2 separate regions of the Mus musculus genome follow, and region 2 is linked to region 1. A link is a contact called in public HiCAR-type data. All regions are on one chromosome and are shown on one strand. The core of a region is the stretch at or near the end of the contact, and the rest is flanking DNA. Distances in the headings are between cores, read along the strand shown. Region 1 overlaps Pde8b (phosphodiesterase 8B). Region 2 has its middle 43 kb from the start of Zbed3.

The links. HiCAR-type assays count read pairs that join an accessible place to other places.
Region 2: a HiCAR-type map of astrocytes shows a contact between it and region 1, with 4 times the contacts expected there. The contact joins two enhancer-like sites. A contact is called at or near these places in 1 of 15 datasets of contacts at CTCF or cohesin (the NIH/3T3 cell line), 4 of 484 Hi-C or Micro-C datasets (the HPC-7 cell line, Sertoli cells, nephron progenitors and 1 more), 1 of 115 datasets of contacts at active chromatin or transcription factors (astrocytes) and 1 of 9 other capture datasets (adipose tissue).

Annotation. Positions count from the first base shown.
Region 1 is chr13:95,181,761-95,188,070 of GRCm38.p6, reverse strand. All of the region lies in intron 1 of Pde8b (phosphodiesterase 8B), which reads left to right. Among named protein-coding and RNA genes, the nearest start is that of Pde8b, 38 kb to the left of the region's middle. Within about 2 kb of position 2,035, at least 11 of the 459 cell types and tissues checked have an H3K27ac peak or open chromatin away from gene starts, as enhancers often do. A contact at or near this core is called in astrocytes, where this site is marked.
Region 2 is chr13:95,278,819-95,284,269 of GRCm38.p6, reverse strand. No RefSeq gene overlaps it. Among named protein-coding and RNA genes, the nearest start is that of Zbed3, 43 kb to the left of the region's middle. Within about 2 kb of position 2,294, at least 39 of the 459 cell types and tissues checked have an H3K27ac peak or open chromatin away from gene starts, as enhancers often do. A contact at or near this core is called in astrocytes, where this site is marked.

The DNA of each region.
Region 1 (6,310 bases), core at 786-3,285:
TTTCAGGCTATAGCAAGCACACATTGAAAAATAGTTGTGAACAGGGGTGGGGGAGGGAGACAGAAGGGTCAATGCCACTTTGATGGAACTTTGTATTCTACATGAATCCCAAGTCTACCTGCTGATGCATGTGTTTGTGTGTTCCTGTGGTTCTGTGTGGCTGCTCTGTGCTTCCTAGAGTGTGTGGCTGTTCTGTGTTTCTTGCTACAGAGACAGGGTAGAGAATGCTTCATCCCTTTACCAGGACTAAGTTATAGGAGGCACATTCACCGTGGATAACATCTGTGAGTTTGATGCTGGGCAAGTTCAGAAACGATCTGAAGCACGGGAGTGTGCTGCTGTTTGCTGTGGCACTGAGCTGGGCCTTGGGTTCTTGCTGGCATCTCTTCCAGAAACATCTCAGCATCTCTTGCTCTTCTGTAAAGTGGTGACTTGCGGATTTTAAACAATGTGCAGTGCAATTGGCCAGACCCTTGTGGCCTCCAGCTCCCTCTGTGACAGCACTGCCTTTCTTCCAAGCAGCCCTCCAGGCTAAGGCATGAGAAGGGCAGGAAGCGCGGGCTGAGGGCTGGCCTTGGCCCTCACACAAACTTGGACCCATCCATGTTGGCCTTGTCACTTGGTGACTGTGTCACCTTGGTCAAGCTACAGAGCCTCTCTAACCTTGGTCCCTTCATAGGTGAAACAGGACAGTCATCACTAAACTCATGAGGCAGGGTTGCTGAGTCAGCATTAATGAATGTCCTCCAATGATAGGTGTTGTGTCATAGGGAAGGAATTTGGCCTTATTTTCTCTCTGCATTAGTTCTAGCAAATATCCTTTTTAACCTGCCGACATAGATGATTATTAGGATCACTCTCCTTTTAATATTTTGGCTCATATCAGACATCCAGTGAGATTCATTCTCGAGACTGAAGAGCAGTCAGTGCACGTTACACTCTACTGTTTCTGTTCTGAATGTGTGTCTGAATAGCTATCTGTGTGTAATTGGGAGCCTTTCTAAGTACAGAGCAATGGTAAACAATGATGTATGTGTATGTGCACAAGTCCAGAATGTATGGCACCCATGCTGCCCCTCCACCGCCCATTTTAGAGAATAGCTGGAAAAAACAAATCCTCCCAGTAACCTCTGTCCCCTCTGCTAATGACCAGTGTCTCTCTTCTCCATCCGTCATGTTGGCAATAAACAAACCCTCCAGCATGTTTACTGTTACCAATAACAATCTCAGCCCTTCCGAGGAAGTTTTGTAAACATCACTTACTTAGTAAACTGCTGTTCCTTTATAACTGCGCATTATTTGAAAGGCTCCTGAAGCCTTTTAGCCCTTTATATTTGGAAACCCGTGTTTGAAAGGAAAAATAATTTGATTTTGTGCAAATGCAAATCAGCAAGGTTCTTGGAGGTGAGAGTTATGTGTCTTTCTTTATTCCCTTTTCAGCATCCGCTGCATAAATGGGTGCTGAATAATTGTGGATTCACTTCATTTAAATTTGAATGCTTTTGGATAATTAGTGTGTGAATAACACTTTATATTGAATATTTTAGTGGAATGAATATCTAGCCCCCCAGTGATGGAGAAGATATTGGCCTGGGGTTATCTGACCAGTGGCAAGGCAGCTCTACACTGCAGGTTAGACTGGTTTCCTTTCTGCATGAGTAGAAGACCTCCTGTGAGCCCTGGGTTGTAATTAAAATTTAAATTGCCCTTCTGAAAAACTCACTTGAACGACTAAGACAAAAAAATAAAAAGGCTTCATTTTAATTTCTGTCCTAGCTGTCACCAGAGAGCTTGCTGAAAGGGTCTGGTGTAGGAAGCAAATGCTTAGGTTTGGATGCATCCAAGCGTTGCCTGTGTTCCCCGGGCCGACCTCAAGGACCCCAACAAAACACTGTGTTCCAGGGGATAACAAGCCAGTAGCAGCAATAAACAAACATACTTTACCGACCTCCTGGGTAAACAGCATTCTGCAGAGACCCACCCTGGGTTACGACAGGAGCCAAGAGCTCTAAGGAGGTACGTGTCTAACCTTGTCCTAGATCTTCGACAGAAGCTGTGTGTGTGTGTGTGTGTGTTGATGAGAAAGCTTTTAAAGTGTACAGTGGTTGAAAAGAGGTCAGGGCCATTTTCACTGAAAGGATGAATTTTAACTTCAGAGAAATGGGATATTACTTTCCATACTAAAATTATCCAGTGAAGATATTTTGTAAAGCAAAGACATCTAGAGTGAATATTGGTAGTGGTGACTACATATACAAATAATCAGAGAAAAGGAAGTCAGGCAGCCTTAGGAGTGAGGGAGCTTAAGGAGACGGGAACAGTTCCTCACTAAACATGTTTCTTCAAGAGCAGCATGCTGGTAGAGGATATTAGACGTAAACAAACACAACATCAGGGCTCTAGAAGTATTTCAGATTAAACCACATGTATGCGATGCACGAGGAAATGCTAAGTGTGATTTGGAGACCCTACTGGCAACACTCAGAGATTACGGCAGAGCAGAGATATCGACTCCCTTCTGTTAGGAATTGTATATTAAGATATTTAAAATATTGGTAACTTTTCTTTCTCTCATTTAGAATTCTAAGAAACTCCAAACAAACAAACAAACAGATCAATTGTACTTCTTGGGTTTTTGGTGTGTGTGTGTGTGTGTGTGTGTGTGTGTGTGTGTGTGCAGGTATGTACACATGTGAGTACTTGAGTGTGGAGGCCAGAGGTGCAGCAAGTGTTTTCCTCAGTTGCTCTTCTGCTATAAGATCTGTTACTTACTCAGGATCATGACAATTCAGCCATGCTGGCGGGCCAGGAAGCCCCCACACCCTCCCATGTCTGCCTCCCAGGGTTGGATTACAGACACACGTGACCACATCCAGCTTTTTCCATGGGTGGTAGGGATCTAAACTTGGGTCAGACTTGCTAATTAATCCATCTTTGAGCCGTGTGTGTGTGTGTGTGTGTGTGTGTGTGTGTGTGCGTGTGTGTGTGTGCATGTGTGTGTGTGCGTGTGTGTGTGTGTGTGTGTGTGTGTGTGTGCCTGTTATATCAACTTTTCACATAAGCGATGGCATTGGTTTATGGGTTTATTGTTCTTGTTCAAAGCTTTACTGGGTGCAGTTAGCACACTATGGAACCCGTCCATTTTACGTGTGTGCCTAAAGCTTAGTGAGTTTATTCTGTTGTACAGATATCACCATAACCCAATTTTAGAACATGTTTCTACATTATTTGTAGTTTATTTGGGGCTTTTTAAAAAAGTGGATATTTTATTTGTTTACATTTCATATGTTATCTCCTTTCCTGGTTTCCCCTCTGCAAGTCCCCTACCCTATACCCCCTCCCCCTGCTTCTATGAGGGTGCTCCCCTGCCCACCCACTCACTCCTGCCTCACTGCCCTAGCATTCCTCTACACTGGGGCATCAAGCCTTCAAAGGAACAAGGGCCTTCTCTCCCACTGATGCTAGATAAGGCCCCTTCAGCCCCTTCAGTCCTTTCCCTAACTCCTCCATTGGGGGTCCCTGTGCTCAGTCTGATGGTTGGCTTCAAGCATCCATATCTGTATTGGTCAGGATCTGGCAGAGCCTCTCAGGAGACAGCTGTATCACACTCCTGTCAGCAAGCACTTCTTGATATCAGCAGTAGTATCTGGGTTTGGTGTCTGCATGTGGGATGAATCCCCAGGTTGGGCAGTCTCTGGATGGCCTTTCCTTGAGTCTCTGTTCCACTCTTTGTCCCTGTATTTCCTTTAGACAGGAGCATTTCTGGGTTAAAATTTTGGAGATGAGTGGGTGGCCCCATTCCTCAACCGGGGGCCATGTCTAGCCTCTGGATATGGTCTCAACAGGTTCTCCTTCCCCTTTGTGGGGTATTTCAGCTAATGTCATCCCTGTGGGGACCTGGGAGGCTCTTGCTTTCCTGACATCTGGGACTTTCTGGTTGCTACCCCCAGTTCCCCATCACCCCATTGCAATACACCTCAATTTCTTGACCCTCTGTACATCTCCTCCATCTCCTCCAGCTCTTCCCATACCTGATTCTGCCTCTCTTTTTCCCCCTCCCCTTCCACTCTTCCTCCCAAGTCCCTCCCACCCTCTACTCCACTTGATTATATTGTTCCCTCTTCTTAGTAGAACTGAAGCATCCACTCTTTGGTCCTCCTTTCCTCTTGAGCTTTATGTGGTCTGTGAGTTGTATTGTGAGTGTTCCATGCTCTTTGCCTAATATCCACTTATCAGTGAGTACATACCATGCCTGTTCTGTTGTGACTGAGTTAGCTCACTCAGAATGATATTTTCTAGATCCATTCATGTGCCTGCGAATTTTGTGAAGTCATTGTTTTTAATAGCTGAGTAGTACTCCATCGTGTAAATGTACCAAAATTTCTGTATCCATTCCTTTGTTGAGGGTTGCTTCCAGCTTCTGGCGATTATAAATAAGGCTGCTATGAACATAGTGGAGCATGTGTCCTTATTACATGTTGGAGCATCTTCTGTATATATGCCCAGGAGTGGTATAGCTGGGTCCCAATTTTCTGAGGAACCACCAGCCTGATTTTCAGAGTGGTTGTACCAGCTTGCAATCCCACCAGCAATGGAAGAGTGTTTCTCTTTCTCCACATCCTCACCAACATCTGCTGTCACCTGAGTTTTTGATCTTAGCCATTCTGACTGGTGTGAGGTGGAATCTCAGGGTCATTTTGATTTGCATTTCACTGATGACTAAGGACGTTGAACATTTTTTTAGGTGCTTCTCGGCCATTTGAGTTTCCTCAGTTGAGAATTCTCTGTTTAGCTCTGTTCCTGATTTTTTGATAGGGTTGTTTATCTGGAGTCTAACTTCTTGAGTTCTTTGTATATATTGGATATTAGCCCTCTATTGGATGTAGGATTAATATGCAACAAAATTCTGGGTCCTGTTTACATATTCAGTCTGTTATTCTATGTCTTTTTATTGGGGAATTAAGTCCATTGATGTTAAGAGATATTAAGGAATAGTAGTTGTTGCTTCCTGTTATTTTTGTTATTAGAGGTAGAATTATGTTTGTGTGGCTATCTTTTGGGTTTGTTGAAAGAAGATTACTTTCTTGCTTTTTCTAGAGTGTAGTTTCCCTCCTTGTATTTGAGTTTTCCATCTATTATCCTTTGTAGGGCTGAATTTGTGGAGAGATTGTGTAAATTTGTTTTTGTCATAGAATATATGGTTTCTCCATCTATGGTAATTGAGAATTTTGCTGGGTATAGTAGCCTGGACTGGCATTTTTGTTCTCTTAGGGTCTGTATGACATCTGTCCAGGATCTTCTAACTTTCATAGTCTCTGGTGAGAAGTCTGGTGTAATTCTGATAGGTCTGCCTTTATATGTTACTTGACCTTTTTTCCTTACTGCTTTTAATACTTTCTTTGTTTTGTGCATTTGGTGTTTTGACTATTATGTGATGTGAGGTATTTCTTTTCTGGTTCAGTCTATTTGGAGTTCTGTAGGCTTCTTGTATGTTCATGGGCATCTCTTTCTTTAGGTTAGGGAAGTTTTCTTCTATAATTTTGTTGAAGATATTTATTGGCCCTTTAAGTTGATAATCTTCACTCTCTTCTATACCTATTATCCTTAGGTTTGGTCTTCTCATTGTATCCTGGCCTTCCTGGATGTTTTGGGTTAGGAGCTTTTTGCATTTTGCATTTTCTTTGACTGTTGTGTCAATGTTTTCTATGATATCTTCTGCACCTGAGATTCTCTCTTCTATCTCTTGTATTCTGTTGGTGATGCTTGCATCTATGACTCCTGATCTCTTTACTAGGTTTTCTATCCCCAGGTTTGTCTCCCTTTGTGATTTTTTTATTGTTTTTGTTTCTATTTTTAGATACTGGATGGTTTTGTTCAATTCCTTCACCTGTTTGGTTGTATTTTCCTGTAATTCTTTAAGGGATATTTGTGTTTCCTCTTTAAGGGCTTCTAGCTGTTTACCTGTGTTCTCTTATATATTTTTTTTCACTTTTTTTTTAATTGGGTATTTTCCTCATTTACATTTCCAATGCTATCCCAAAAGTCCCCCATACCCCCCCACTCCCCTACCCACCCACTCCCCCTTTTTGGCCCTGGTGTTCCCCTGTACTGGGGCATATAAAGTTTGCAAGTCCAATGGGCCTCTCTTTCCAGTGATGGCTGACTAGGCCATTTTTTGATACATATGCAGCTAGAGACAAGAGCTCCAGGGTACTGGTTAGTTCATATTGTTGTTCCACCTATAGGGTTGCAGTTCCCTTTAGTTCCTCGGGTGCTTTCTCTAGCTCCTCCATTGGGGGCCCTGTGATCC
Region 2 (5,451 bases), core at 1,045-3,544, 96 kb before region 1:
AGTATGGTATTAGTTTTGTTTGCAGTTTCTTTGATCAGTCTGCTTTAATAGAGAAAGGGTTTATTTAGCTAAAATTCTAAGTTATAGCCCATCACTGTGGGACAGTCAAGGAAGAATGTCCTGACAGCCACTCATATTCACAGTCAAAAGCAGAAAGAGGACGAAGTGCATACATGCATGCATGCAACTTATCTCATCTTCTTCACTCTTATACAGCTGAGGACCCAAGCCAAGGGAATGGTGCTACCCACGGTGGGCTGGGTATTCCACCAACCAACCCAACCAATACAATCCATCACAGATATGGCCACAGGCCAACCTGAGTTAGGCAATCTGCTTAATTGAGTTTTTCTTCCAACAAAACGATCACAGGTACCTAAGCATAGCATTATGTAACAGTCTACACATTTGAATGTAATTGCCTTTTATTCCTAACATTAAAATGACAATCTTCACTTTCCGCAGTTCAAGTCGCTACTGTGTGGAGAGTTCTCTTGTATGGCTTCACTAGACCATGCATCTCCATCTGTCAGTGTCGGTTGGGTTATTTCCAAGTGTTGACTGATATGCAAAGATTTACACACAAATCTTTAGGTGCTCATGGTTTTAGTCTCTTGGATAGGTTTCTAGGGACGGTTGGATAAGTGCAAGCTTAGCTTTAAATAAATAGATGTGGTGAATGATTTTCTAATTCTCCACTCACGCATTCCAGTGAGGATAGGATCTGTGGATGAATCTCATTCACTTGCAGCTAACACAGGCATCCGTCGGCTTTTCTCCCTTCTCCTCCTTCATTCTCTTCAATGCCCCCAAATTACTTACCTACAAACTGTATGTACTAAGTCACTGCTTTACAGATACCCAACCTAGAGCAGGTCATCATAGGGTTTGTTATAAGTGGGAATGCATCTATAGACAGGGAACAGAGGAGGAGCCTGACCAATAGAAGGTACAGGTATGATATAACTCAGTGGCTAAAAGCAGAGAAGCCGGCAGGGGATTCTGGGAGGACATCTGTTGGCCACATGGGACATGAGTAATAAATGAACATAGCGAGAGTGTGGGGATTGCTCCTCAACTATAGTCACTGGAATTCTCCAAGAGGCCATGAACTTCCTGTTGCAGCCAGCACAGGCATTGATTGCCTGACTGTTCCTCTCTCAGTGACACTGTCAAAAAAGACTCCTGGGAGAGCAGACCAGGTGTCCAATAAAGATAGTAGCCTGTAGTTATGAAGCCATAGACATCTTCTCATCTAAGTGTGCAGTGTGCTTTAGCATGCCCTTTTTAAGCATGAGGGAGTAAGACAAAGACAGGTTAGATAAGTAGCCAGTGTCACACAGCATGCAGGGGTAGGGCAGGCTTATTCTGTAGGGCTCCTAGATACCTTACCCTTAGTTACTGCCCTCACTGAGCCTGAGGCAGAAGTGGTATACAGATGTGGGGAAGGCTTATTTTTTTAAGATGTTAATCGGTACTTAAATGTGAAAAAGATTTCACCCTGTTTTCCAGTCTCTATTGAAAATCAGGAGAAAAATCTATTAAAACTAGCATTGCAGACTTGTAGCGTGGGGGGAGCTGAGGAACAGGGGGTGGGGATAGGGGCTTACTCAGCTGCTCTGGGAGGTTTTGAACTTGTGAGAGGTGAAAGCAGTCAATGGGAACTGAGTTGTTTTTTTGCAGAACATGGGGCTGGGCCCACCTCGGAGCTCAGTGGTTATCCAAGAAGTGACCGGCCAAGTCTGGGCCCTGTCACCCTTCCCCCCTCAACTCCCCTCAACTCATAATAACTAGAAACTGCACCACCTACACCAGACAGTCTTTTGCTTTTGTCTCAAGCAGGGTTGGGGCTTCAGGGACCTACAAATCTTGAGCCAGGCCTGAGTTCAGTAGGCACTTTTATTAACTGAAAATATTGCTTCTTTACAAACTGTGTTTGTGCCTGAATAATCAAAAAAATGTCCCCAGGCAGGTGCTTTGCTTTAGGTTAAAAACAATGGACTCTTTGAATGTCTGGGCAGCAGGGAGTGGCCAGGCAGCCTCCCCCTACCTGTTCCTTAGCAGAGAACTGGGCACAATTTCTCTCTCTCTCTCTCTCTCTCTCTCTCTCTCTCTCTCTCTCTCTCTCTCTCTCTCTCTCTCTCTCTCTCGTGTGTGTGTGTGTGTGTGTGTGTGTGTGTGTGTGTAGGCTTTGCTCCAGTGTCATCAGCAAAGCTCATTGGGAGAGGGCAAGTCTGGGGCATGGCCTGGATGATGTTATGACGCATGCAGCTAAGCCGGAGGCCACTGATCCCCTGCGGAGCCAAGCCTGTCCTCCCTCACTGGCCAGACTCCCAGGCCCGCCATTCTCTGCAGAGGGCCACCTCCCTCTCCACACAGGAAGGGGGTGAGGGCTCAGTCTGAAACCAGTGGTGGCTTGTCTCTCTCCACAAGGAAAGGAGCCATACTGTGTGTCCAGTCTTAGGAGTCCCCCATACTGAAAGAAAAGTTCCTTGCTCTCTTTTTACCTAGGGAAATAAGAGGACTATAATTTTAAAAATTGTTTAGCAATCTCATGTATTTATATAATAAAGGCAAATTATTTTCATTTTCCCTTTTTCTCGTGCCTCCCCTCCCACTTGCATGTCTTCTTTGTGTGTGTGGCTCACTGAGTTTAATTAGTTTGTTGTCCAAACGTGGGTGGGAGATTTTTTTCAGTGGAGCAAGGGCTATACCATTGAAAACACCGACACCCTTCCTTCAACTACTGTCAATTTTGGACAGTACCTTGAGGAGAGTGTGGCTTCATCATCCTCTCCTCCATCCATGGGGAGGTGTTGGTGGGCCCGCCCATTCTTTCTGTCCCCTCTTGAGAGGTTGACACAGCTGCTCATTTAAGGCAGAGTGCCCCGTCCCCCCCTCCCCCATCACTTCTCCTCATCACTGTGCTTGTGTGCCAACCTCTGCTGGTGCAGTAGGAGGTGTCTGATGGAGGCATGGGAACCTAAGCTGGGCTGAAGCGTGGGGCGGGGGCTCTCTGCAACCCTCTAACTCATGGCAAACAGGGGCGGGGGCTTTGTGCTGCTGGTGTTTGTCTGTTTGTTTTAAAGACTGTTTTGCTCTTTGGCCTTTATCTCTTGAATACTAGGATTTAAAAGAAGGATCTTATTAATACATGTTAATTATACATGATAATGGATTCATTATATTTTTATACCCATGCATAGCACATTTTATTCTAGTCTCTCTCACACGCGCGCGCGCACACATACACACACACACACACACACACACACACACACACGAGAGAGAGAGAGAGAGAGAGAGAGAGAGAGAGAGAGAGAGAGGCAGAGAGAGAGAGACAGAGAGAGAGACAGAGAGACAGAGAGAGAGGAATAAATAAGACAGAATTTTGGTGATCCAATGCATCTTATTAAGGTTGGTTATAGGACTGTGGGGAGGAGTTTGTTGATGAGAGCAGAGGCACCTCCTCTGTGGTTAAATGGTTGAAGAAAATGCCTGTCCTGTCTCAACTGTCAGCTGTGCATAAATTCTCAGAAAGGGGTGGAGCCTGGCAAGCCCCACCCCTTTGCAAGACAGGCTGCTGATGGAACCAATCTTGTGTGGGTAATCACAGCCACAGTGAGTTCCATAGTGCAAAAACCATGTTGTATTAGTCAGGGTTCTCGTATAGGGACAGAATTGATAGAATGAATATACACTTTGAAAGGGTATTCATTGGATTACCTTCCACACCATGGTCTGGGTAGTCCAGCAACTGCCGTCTCACACTGGAAGGCCAGTCCTTGTTCAAAATATGAAGCTGGATGTCTCAGCAGTCCCCCTTGAGCGCAGAAGGCCGGAGGAGTCCTGGAGAGCTGTGCTGTTTATGTCGGAAGGCCTAGGTGGTTGCTTCTAGTATCTGTGAAGGAATGCTACCGCAACAGGACAGAAGAATCTGGCAGAGAACCAGGACGCAAGCAAAACGCAAAAATCCCTTCGCCCATATCCTTTTCTTTAGGTCGCCACCAGAAAATGCTACCTATGTTTAGGGTAGGTTTTTCTCACGTGAACAATCTGATTAAGAAAATATATTGCAAAGAAGAAAGAGGTGTAGGAAGAGTAGAGAAAAGAAGGAAGAAAGAAAAAGAAAGAAAGATAGACAAAAAGAAAGGAAGAAAGGAAGGAAGGAAGGAAGGAAGGAAGGAAGGAAGAAAGAAAGAAAGAAAGAAAGAAAGAAAGAAAGAAAGAAAGAAAGAAAGAAAGAAAGAAAAGAAGAGAAAAGAAAAGAAAGAGTTAGAGGAATAGAAAAGATCATTTGTTATAGGTGTGTTACAGTTGATTCCAGATCCTGTCAAGTTGACAACCAAGGTAAGCCATCGCGCGTCACGACCGGAAGTCAGCCACCCTACTCCCACTTCCTCCATCCCTCACAGTCCTTCTGCAGCGTTCCCTGAACCTTGGGTGTGACATGGATGTTCCTTTTGCGCATGGGCATTACTCTCAGGGCTTAGAGGAGTTTTGAATCTCTGCTGAGCAGTATAAAGACAGCGTTGCTCTTCTATCAGCATAGATGTAGTTACAGGAAATTTGTTGGGCACATTGTGCCCATTTGGCTGCTGGGAATTTTAATGGTAGTGAATCTGGAGGTGCAGAGGGTTCACATGATAGGCTGTGGCCAAGAACGCTGATGGACAACCTATCATGCATGGAAGGCCAGGTAGGCCCCAGGGCAACTGCTTACTGACAAATGCCAATAGCACCCAGGGTTGAGAAATATTGTCATCAACGGAGGTGTCTGTTTGCTTTGTATTTGACTTTTTTGTTTTGTTTTGTGACAGGGTGTCATGGAGCCCAGGCTGGCCTCAAATTCACTACACAGCTGAGCATGACCTTAAATTCCTGATCTCCAAGTCTCTGTTTCCCACATTCTGGCATTATAGGTGTGAACCACAATGCCTGACAGTTTTAAAATACGTTTTAAGCTTAGATATTTAATATTTTAAAAATTATAAGCACTTAGATGTAGCTCAGTGGCACAGCATGAACTAACAAGCATGGATCCTGGGTTCCATCCCCGGCACTGCCAAAAAAAAAAACAAAAAAAACAAATTAACAATGGAAATTCATTATTTTATAGTCAGAAGAATAAAATAAGTTATTTAAAATACAGATCAATCTGCTGGAATTCATTTGAGCATTGTCTCAGTATTTATGATGCACATTATCTTTGTGCACAGTGGGCCCTCTGTTTGTATTTATGCAATGAATAAACAGCATTGTGAAATCACATATATGTATATATATATATATATGCTTATATATCATGTACTTATTTAGTTTTCTGCTTTGGATTTTAGCAGGTGAAGCCCTGTCTCCAGCCATACTTTCTTTAATAAAACATTGTCAGATTTGCTAATCAGCTTGGTCTCCCCGCCCCCCTGTTTTTCTCAACCTTTGTGCCAGCATTTG